Linked DNA regions of Mus musculus: region 1 is linked to region 2. Evidence: chromatin contacts called from public HiCAR-type data. All regions are on one chromosome and are shown on one strand. Each heading gives the region's core, a stretch centred on a gene start, on an enhancer-like site or on the middle of the called end of the contact. The rest is flanking DNA. Distances are from core to core; before and after follow the strand shown. Region 1 has its middle 12 kb from the start of Dspp. Region 2 holds the start of Sparcl1 (SPARC-like 1).

The links. HiCAR-type assays count read pairs that join an accessible place to other places.
Region 1: a HiCAR-type map of astrocytes shows a contact between it and region 2, with 2.8 times the contacts expected there. The contact joins the enhancer-like site here to the promoter of Sparcl1 in region 2. A contact is called at or near these places in 1 of 39 promoter capture datasets (hippocampal neurons), 1 of 15 datasets of contacts at CTCF or cohesin (the NIH/3T3 cell line), 1 of 484 Hi-C or Micro-C datasets (forebrain) and 4 of 115 datasets of contacts at active chromatin or transcription factors (astrocytes, embryonic stem cells and heart atrium).

What each region holds. Positions count from the first base shown.
Region 1 is chr5:104,157,332-104,160,961 of GRCm38.p6, reverse strand. No RefSeq gene overlaps it. Among named protein-coding and RNA genes, the nearest start is that of Dspp, 12 kb to the left of the region's middle. Within about 2 kb of position 2,096, at least 38 of the 459 cell types and tissues checked have an H3K27ac peak or open chromatin away from gene starts, as enhancers often do. A contact at or near this core is called in astrocytes and forebrain, where this site is marked.
Region 2 is chr5:104,112,350-104,115,818 of GRCm38.p6, reverse strand. It overlaps Sparcl1 (SPARC-like 1), which reads left to right and starts at 1,731. Exons shown (of 11, transcript NM_010097.4): 1 at 1,731-2,442. It overlaps LOC330143 (a long non-coding RNA gene), which reads right to left. Exons shown (of 3, transcript XR_003955771.1): 3 at 1-3,469.

The sequences.
Region 1 (3,630 bases), core at 847-3,346, 45 kb before region 2:
GAAATTCCCATCACAGCCATAACATTGTATTTATGGACATAGGATAAACTTTGTAACCAAAATAAATAACTCCTCAGTTTTCAGTGGCTTAGCATAAGGGGACTGATTGTTGCTCATGTTACAATTCAGTGCAAGCCAAGTTGCTCTTCTCTAGGCAGTGGTTCAAACCCCCAGGCTATCTTCACTTGGTTTCACAATCTTCGAGCTTCACCGCCTCCTGGCTTCATCTGTCTAGAAGAAAGAGAGAGGAAGACACGTCTCATGAAACACTGTAGTAAGAACTCTTGCAATCATTCTAGAAGGGCTTTTGTTACATCCCATTGATCTGAACCTAGTCACATGTCAACCCCACACCAGAGGAAGTAAAGAAACCTCAGGGAGCCCTCAAGTAAGAGAACATGTCCTCCCAAAAGGCTCCAAGCCTATATGTTCATCAGCACACAAAAGCAAAGAACTTCTATCTTGATTGCATCATCACTGTGGCCATCCCTTTCTAACCCTGTTCGATTCATCACCTAAGGTTATTTATTACACTGTTGCCTTTCCTTCTTAAGACAGAGTTTCCATTATGTATCCCAGGCTGGAACAGAAATCAATACATATCGGGCTGCTGTCATCCATGATCCTCCTGCTCCAGTCTCCTGAGTATGAACATTGCGTCTGTGGGCTACTTTTCCATATACCTTATAATCCCTTCGGTGAGCATTTTTGTAACATGACTTACTTTACTCAAACCACTAGATATAAATGTGTTAAAAAATATGACTTCAGGGCAAGGTGTGGTGTCGTGCACCTATAATATCAACACTCGGGAGTCTGAAAGAGGAAGGTCATGAGTTCAAGACTAGTCTGTTGACATATTAAATACATTTTTCCTGATGGCCAGGAAATCTCACTTTAAAATGCTTCCTAGGTGTTTTGTGTGTGCACTAATCTTAAGACCCAGTTACCCAACAAGAAATAAAAGACTTTGTATCCAGAATCCGAGTCCTCCTGTTTTCACAGAACAAGCCCAGATCTGAAGCCCAAACTCAGTCATCTTTTGAAAGGGAAAAAGCAAAGACATGATTCTATAATTTAAAGTTGTCATAATTTGGGCTACAACAGAGGTTGACAGCACCAAGACAATCAAATCCCAAAACAGAAGGAAACAGGGCAGCTGTGACTTGGACACTGAAACTCCCGTGGTGGTGGTGGTGGGGGGGGAGTGTTGTTTCTATGTGTGTAAGTGTGTGTCAGTGTGTGTAAGTGTATGTGTGTGTCTGAGTTTGTGTAGTGTGTGAGTGTATGTGCAAGTGTGTACGTATGTGTGTGTGACTGTGTATGTATGATTGAGTATGTTTAACTGTGTGAATGGTGTATGTACAAGTGTGTGCATGTGTGTGTGTGGTGTATGTGTGAGTATGCATGTGACTGTGTGTGTAAGTATGTGTGAGTGTCTGTGTTTGTGTAATGTGTAAGTAAGTATGTGTGAATGTGTGGGGTGTGTGTAAGTGTATGTGATTGTGTGCGGTATGTTTATGAGTGTGTAAGTGTATATGTGGGGGCTGTAAGTATGTGTGAGTGTTTATGTTTGTGTAGTGTGTGAGTGCATGAGTGAGTGTGTTGTATGTGTGTATGAGTGTGTTTAAGTATGTGTGTGTGTAAGTATGTGTGTGTATGAGTGTGTGTCTGTCAGTCTGTCTGTCTGTGAATTTCATCTCTACCACTTCCTTTCTTCTCTTGTTCTCTAATTCTCATACCCTTATAAAGAACATACTAAATAAAAGACACCTGCAAGCCAGCCAGGGTGAAATGTTATCAACAGCATTGCCTGGGCTGCTGTGAGAATACAATAAGAGAAAGCATGTGATACCATTAACCTAAAAGACTAAATCTGTGATGACAGCTAGCAAATGCTACCACCACCACTAACAGACCCATGGGATTTCTGAGCTCAAGAGGTAACAGCACTGTGGGCTAGGAACTTGAAGTACTTATGTACCACTACCCAAAGAAGACCGTGGATAGGCGACACAGATGGTCTCTATGGCAATGTCATGACATCCCCCAGTGAGTTAGCAATGGCAGCCCACCCAGGCTCACTCTGGAGCACTGCCAGGGTAAATGATACAGAGCCCAACTCCACCACTTCTCCCACACAACACACCCACTCAGAGTAGGTCCTAAGCCAAATGCAAATCAGTGGATCACTCATCTACATTTGCCTCTTACAGGCATGGCCTTGGAGTCTTGTCAGACAGCAAACCACCCATCAGTTCAGAAAATGACAGGCTTCGATGTAACAGGTCTATCTCCCTACTCCTGGGGATGTGGTCAGGAAGAAAGATGGGGAAAGAGGACCTTGAATGACTTAAGACCACGGTAGAAATCAGGTCACAGACTTCTGTTTGAGCCATTATAAATTTAAATAAGCAGAGCTAACCAGGACAAAGTCTCCTTGAATTTGGCATGCAAGGTCTTGGCAGAACAAGGAAGAGGACTTTTGGACAGCAATGAAAAGACGGTTCCCTCCACAGCGAGCCAGAAGCAGCAAAGCAAGGGGAACAGAACATCCGGAGTTTTTCAAACTGAGTCACAAGCCATGAATAAGCTATAAAATCAATGTTAGTGGATTTTAAAGAATATAATGGAGAGGGGGGGAGGGATCTCTGCAGGAAGGGGAAATAGAATATATAGTTATGGATTGATTAGAGGTAGGGCCTAGAACAGGAGGATAAGACAAGGAGGAAGGGGGAAGAATAAAATAGGAGAGAGGCTACAGGGAGGATTAGACAAAACCAGCAGCCATTTTGAGAGGTCATCTGGAAATCTAATACAGAAGACGCTTCCTAAAATATACACCTATGAGGTTTACTAAGTGAAATTAACAGGGGAAACAGAGCCCCACCTGGACATCTCTCATCGCCAAATGAAGTTCCCAGCAGAGGGAATGGATCAAATCTAATCAAGTTCCATGGGAAACCTCAAACCACCCAGGCTAGTTCCAAAACTGTTGGCTGCTTTCCACAAACCGATAAGGCCCTATTGCTGAATGCAACAGTTACACAGCTCATGGAACATAGAGCAGCCGAAGTGATGCCTCTCTAGGGCCTTCATCCCTTCAAGCTAGTTAGTACTCATGGTACCGAGAGTACTCTATCTGCACACTACACAAGAGAAAGGCAAACGCCAACCCCACTACACAAACCCGTTATCTATAATGGCATCCTGCCTGCAGGATATGCTAGCGCAATGGTAGAGCAAAGCTTTGGGGAGTAACCAACCAACATCTGATCTGACTTACGGTGCACTCCACCAACTGCTTAAGTAACCAAGCACCTGAGATTAGATAGCCTAGGGAACCTAGGAGAAACCAAATACGTCTGTTTTGATGAAGGAACATAGCAATAAAGTGACTCTGAAGAACATCTGCTATAGTTATATGTGGGGCAGTGGACCGTGCCACCAGACAGAAGAGCTGGTTAAGGTAGAAGCAAATGTTCAGAACCCCAGCAGGAATTTAATAGCTCCTGACCAGATTCCTGTCCTGGAGTATGTGACCACAACACCCCACTAAGAGGGCCATGACAACTTGTCATGTAGCATAGAAACTTAGAGTTCTCCATGCTAATGAGGTTTCTAGATGGC
Region 2 (3,469 bases), core at 482-2,981:
TTTGTTTTCAGCATTCCAACAAATATGTCAAATTCAGTATTAGAAAAAAAATTTTGAGTTGGGTCAAGATGTTTTGGGTTTTTTAAGCACTCTCCAACTAAATCTTTCTCTTTGTTCTCATGGAATTAATCTCATTACGTGGAATCAAACTCATAAAGCCGTCTCAAATAAATGGAGAATGCTAGTTAAAATAAGTTAATGTTCGAAGTCTTTGAGAAAATTCTTTAACCAAAAAAGTCAAATCATTTTCTATATGGCCTGGCTGGTCTCGCTGCTCCATGATCCCTCGGGACACCATCGCAGAATGGCGCCAGCATCCTCTATGCTGCTAAGACCAGAGAGAAGCGTGCAGATGTGTGCAGAGGCCCTGGAAGAAACAAACCCTTGTCCCTTCCTCAGAGGAGCTGCTCACACTCCAAACCTGAGCTGAGGAAAAAACATCCCATTGTCTGAGGCTTCAAGACGTCACATCCTCGGCCCTTTCTATAATCCTGATCCCAGACACGTGCGCCCTTCCCAGCTGGAAGGGCTCTGGCTCACTGCCCGGCTTCCTCTGCTCCCAGACTTCCCTGCTGCACGACAGAGATAAGTTCTGTTACCTTTCTCATTCTGAAAATCAGTGCGACGAATGTTCTGGGGTCCGTAGAGCGAACCGGCTGAGGCACGTCTGCAAACTTGTATAGCTCAGGGTTTTTATTTGCTTCACTTGGCTTTTGCTTTTATCAGTCTGGTTGCCTGTTGACTTTGTCACACACTCAGAGAGCCTAAATTACGTTAAATAACAACTTCTCATCCAGTGTTAGTGGAGAGTGTATAGTATCAGAAGCATTTGGGCTAGTCACCTGGAGAAGGGGGTGGGGGGGCAGTATCTCTTCCTCAGCGAAATGCCTGCTCAGTTGGCTAACACAGGCGGGAGGCAAGGAGAGTACCACCTTGCTATTACAGTTAGAGACCCGGGAGAAAGCGAACGTTGCTGTCGTCTGACATAAACCAAAATAGTTAACATTTGTTGAGTGTCTACTACATGGCAGGAGTTTTATGCAGTTGGTTTGCATCAAATTATTGAAACTCAGAACAATTGCCTGTGATAGACCTTATAATCACTCCTCCTATATCTGTAGCCTCATTTTATAAATAAGAAAGCAGATGCTGAGAGAGGTTATTACTAGCTCCTGGGTGTACAGTTAGGGTGTGGGAAAGTCAAGAAGAAAATCCAAGCTGCCTGTCCTTAAATCCTGTACAGTTAACATTACTCTGTACTATCTTTAAAATGGGAACGTAGTAAAACCTCCAAAGACTTGTCAGACTCCACGAACACGATGCATTGAAAGCTGTTAGCGCAGGGTCCGACACACGATAAATGTGCAATAAATACAGACACAACCATTGAAATGATTACACACATACATATACAGAAGCAGAGCCAGGCCTACTGCTGCTCCTCTAAACTTAGTACCCAGGAGGCAGAGGCAGACGGATCTCTGTGGGTTCCAGATTAGCTCGGGGCCAGGTAAATAAATAAATAAATAAATAAATAAATAAATAAATATTTACATGCCTTGATAGATGAATGCCACAGTGCAAAGTCAGAAATAAGCACACAGGAAGACCTCTTCTTGTACAGCCCGGTGCCATCATAGGCTTACAGAGGATGACTGACTGGGCTGGGCAAGAGCAGGCTATGAATCACAGCTTCTCTAAATCAGCATGCTCTAAAGAGCAGCAACTTCATTTTCCAGAGCTGCTTACGAGTAGGACGGTTAAAGCAGCCGGAACGGTTCTCTGTTAACGTTCAGACTGCGGTCATGAGGACAGCTTCCAATCGAGCAATATAAAAACGCATCTGCTGCAGTGATCCTTCTGTCCTTTCACCCTGGCTTTGCAGTCGCCCTAGGAATAAACAAGAGTGTGAAGCCTCTCTGCAGTGTCTCAGAGTCACAAGCCCCAAGGGATCCCAATCATACGATCTCTCAGAGTTGTTTGAAAAAAAAAAATTGCATGAAGAGCCAAATGCTTACACTCTGGCCAAGTTAGGAGCCTATGAGGAGGAGAGGCTAGGGGAGGGCCGTTCACTCCATGCATGCTGCAGAATTAGCTCTCTCCCTCTGGGTCTGCTCTGCTGCAAAGCTCAGCAGCACGGAGGGAGCGAGATCCAGGAATCTGCAACAGAAACCATGACAGCCTGAAACACCCTGTGGTGCCAACCTCCAAATTCTCATCTGTCACTTCAGACCCTGACTGGCTGACAGAGCAGCAGAATTTCAACTCCAATAAACGTGAATGTGCTTCTAGGCAAAGCAGCCAAGCTGACGAGGGAGGGGGGTGGAAGAGCTAGCTCCTCTTGGGCATTTGTCAAACTTTTACCTCCTGGCTGTGTGCAAGGAGGGGACTCAACTTCGGCTTCAAGCTACCAAGGCTCTGGATCCAGCCACCTCTCCGCAGGTAAATGTTAAATTTGCTTATATTGCCCAACTGCATGCGTTAAACTGACTTCCCTGATCTAAAAAGACTGCTTGATGATTCTGCTTAAATAATTCAAAGCCATGTGTTTATTTTTATAATCCCATTTGGAGTGATTTATATGAAGGAAAAAGGAGAATTTTACTTTGTGTGGCCATGTCTCTTTTCCTCCTACAAAATTAAATGTCGAGCACTAATAAACCATAGTTTTCGTAATGGCCAAACCAGAAGTATAGATTTCAAAATTTTAAAAAATGTGTGTTTGCCATGTTTAAATTACCTAACTGTATCTGTCACTGTCATGGGCCTGACAGCTGTGTAGAAGTAGAATGCTTTGTTTGTTTGTTTGTTTGTTTTTCAGTTAGGAAATATCTCTAACAGTACATTCTTCTTCGGTTACTTTCATATTATCCTTTCCCTCACAGTTTTCACAGATCTCTCTCCTCCTGCTACCTATCATTTGTTAAGAGGTGACAAGGGGACAGGGAATATGCCCGGTTCCTCATTACATCCTCTCTAGAAAAACACAATGCTAAAGGAGAAGTCAGGGCTAACAACTGTGCTGTCTTTGAGAAGGTCCTCCCATCTGCACCTTCCCCAATACAGCACTTCCTGCGAGCCTTTCTCGCTCATTCCTTCAGGAACAAGATCACCCTGCAGTAGAAAACTATAACCCTGCTTGCAGCTGCCAATCAATACAGTTGAAAAAGTACCCGAGAGAAGTCCTGCAGTATAGTCTCATCTGCAGTGCTTTTTGTCTGCAAAGAGGTTAAATGTGCCACCTTGACATTGCAGACTCCTCTGGGGCAGACTCCAGCCACACAGAATAGAAATGTACCCGCAGTGGGGAGAAAAAAATTTTACCCTCTCCTTTCTCTTAGATCCCAGGGTTTTGTTTTCAGTTTACAGCTCGCTCCACTAAATCTTTGTTTCTGACTGGTTTCCTTTGTTTTTCTTAAAGACACCCCCCACCCCATTCTTAGGAAAGATTTAAAGTTTGGATCGTCTA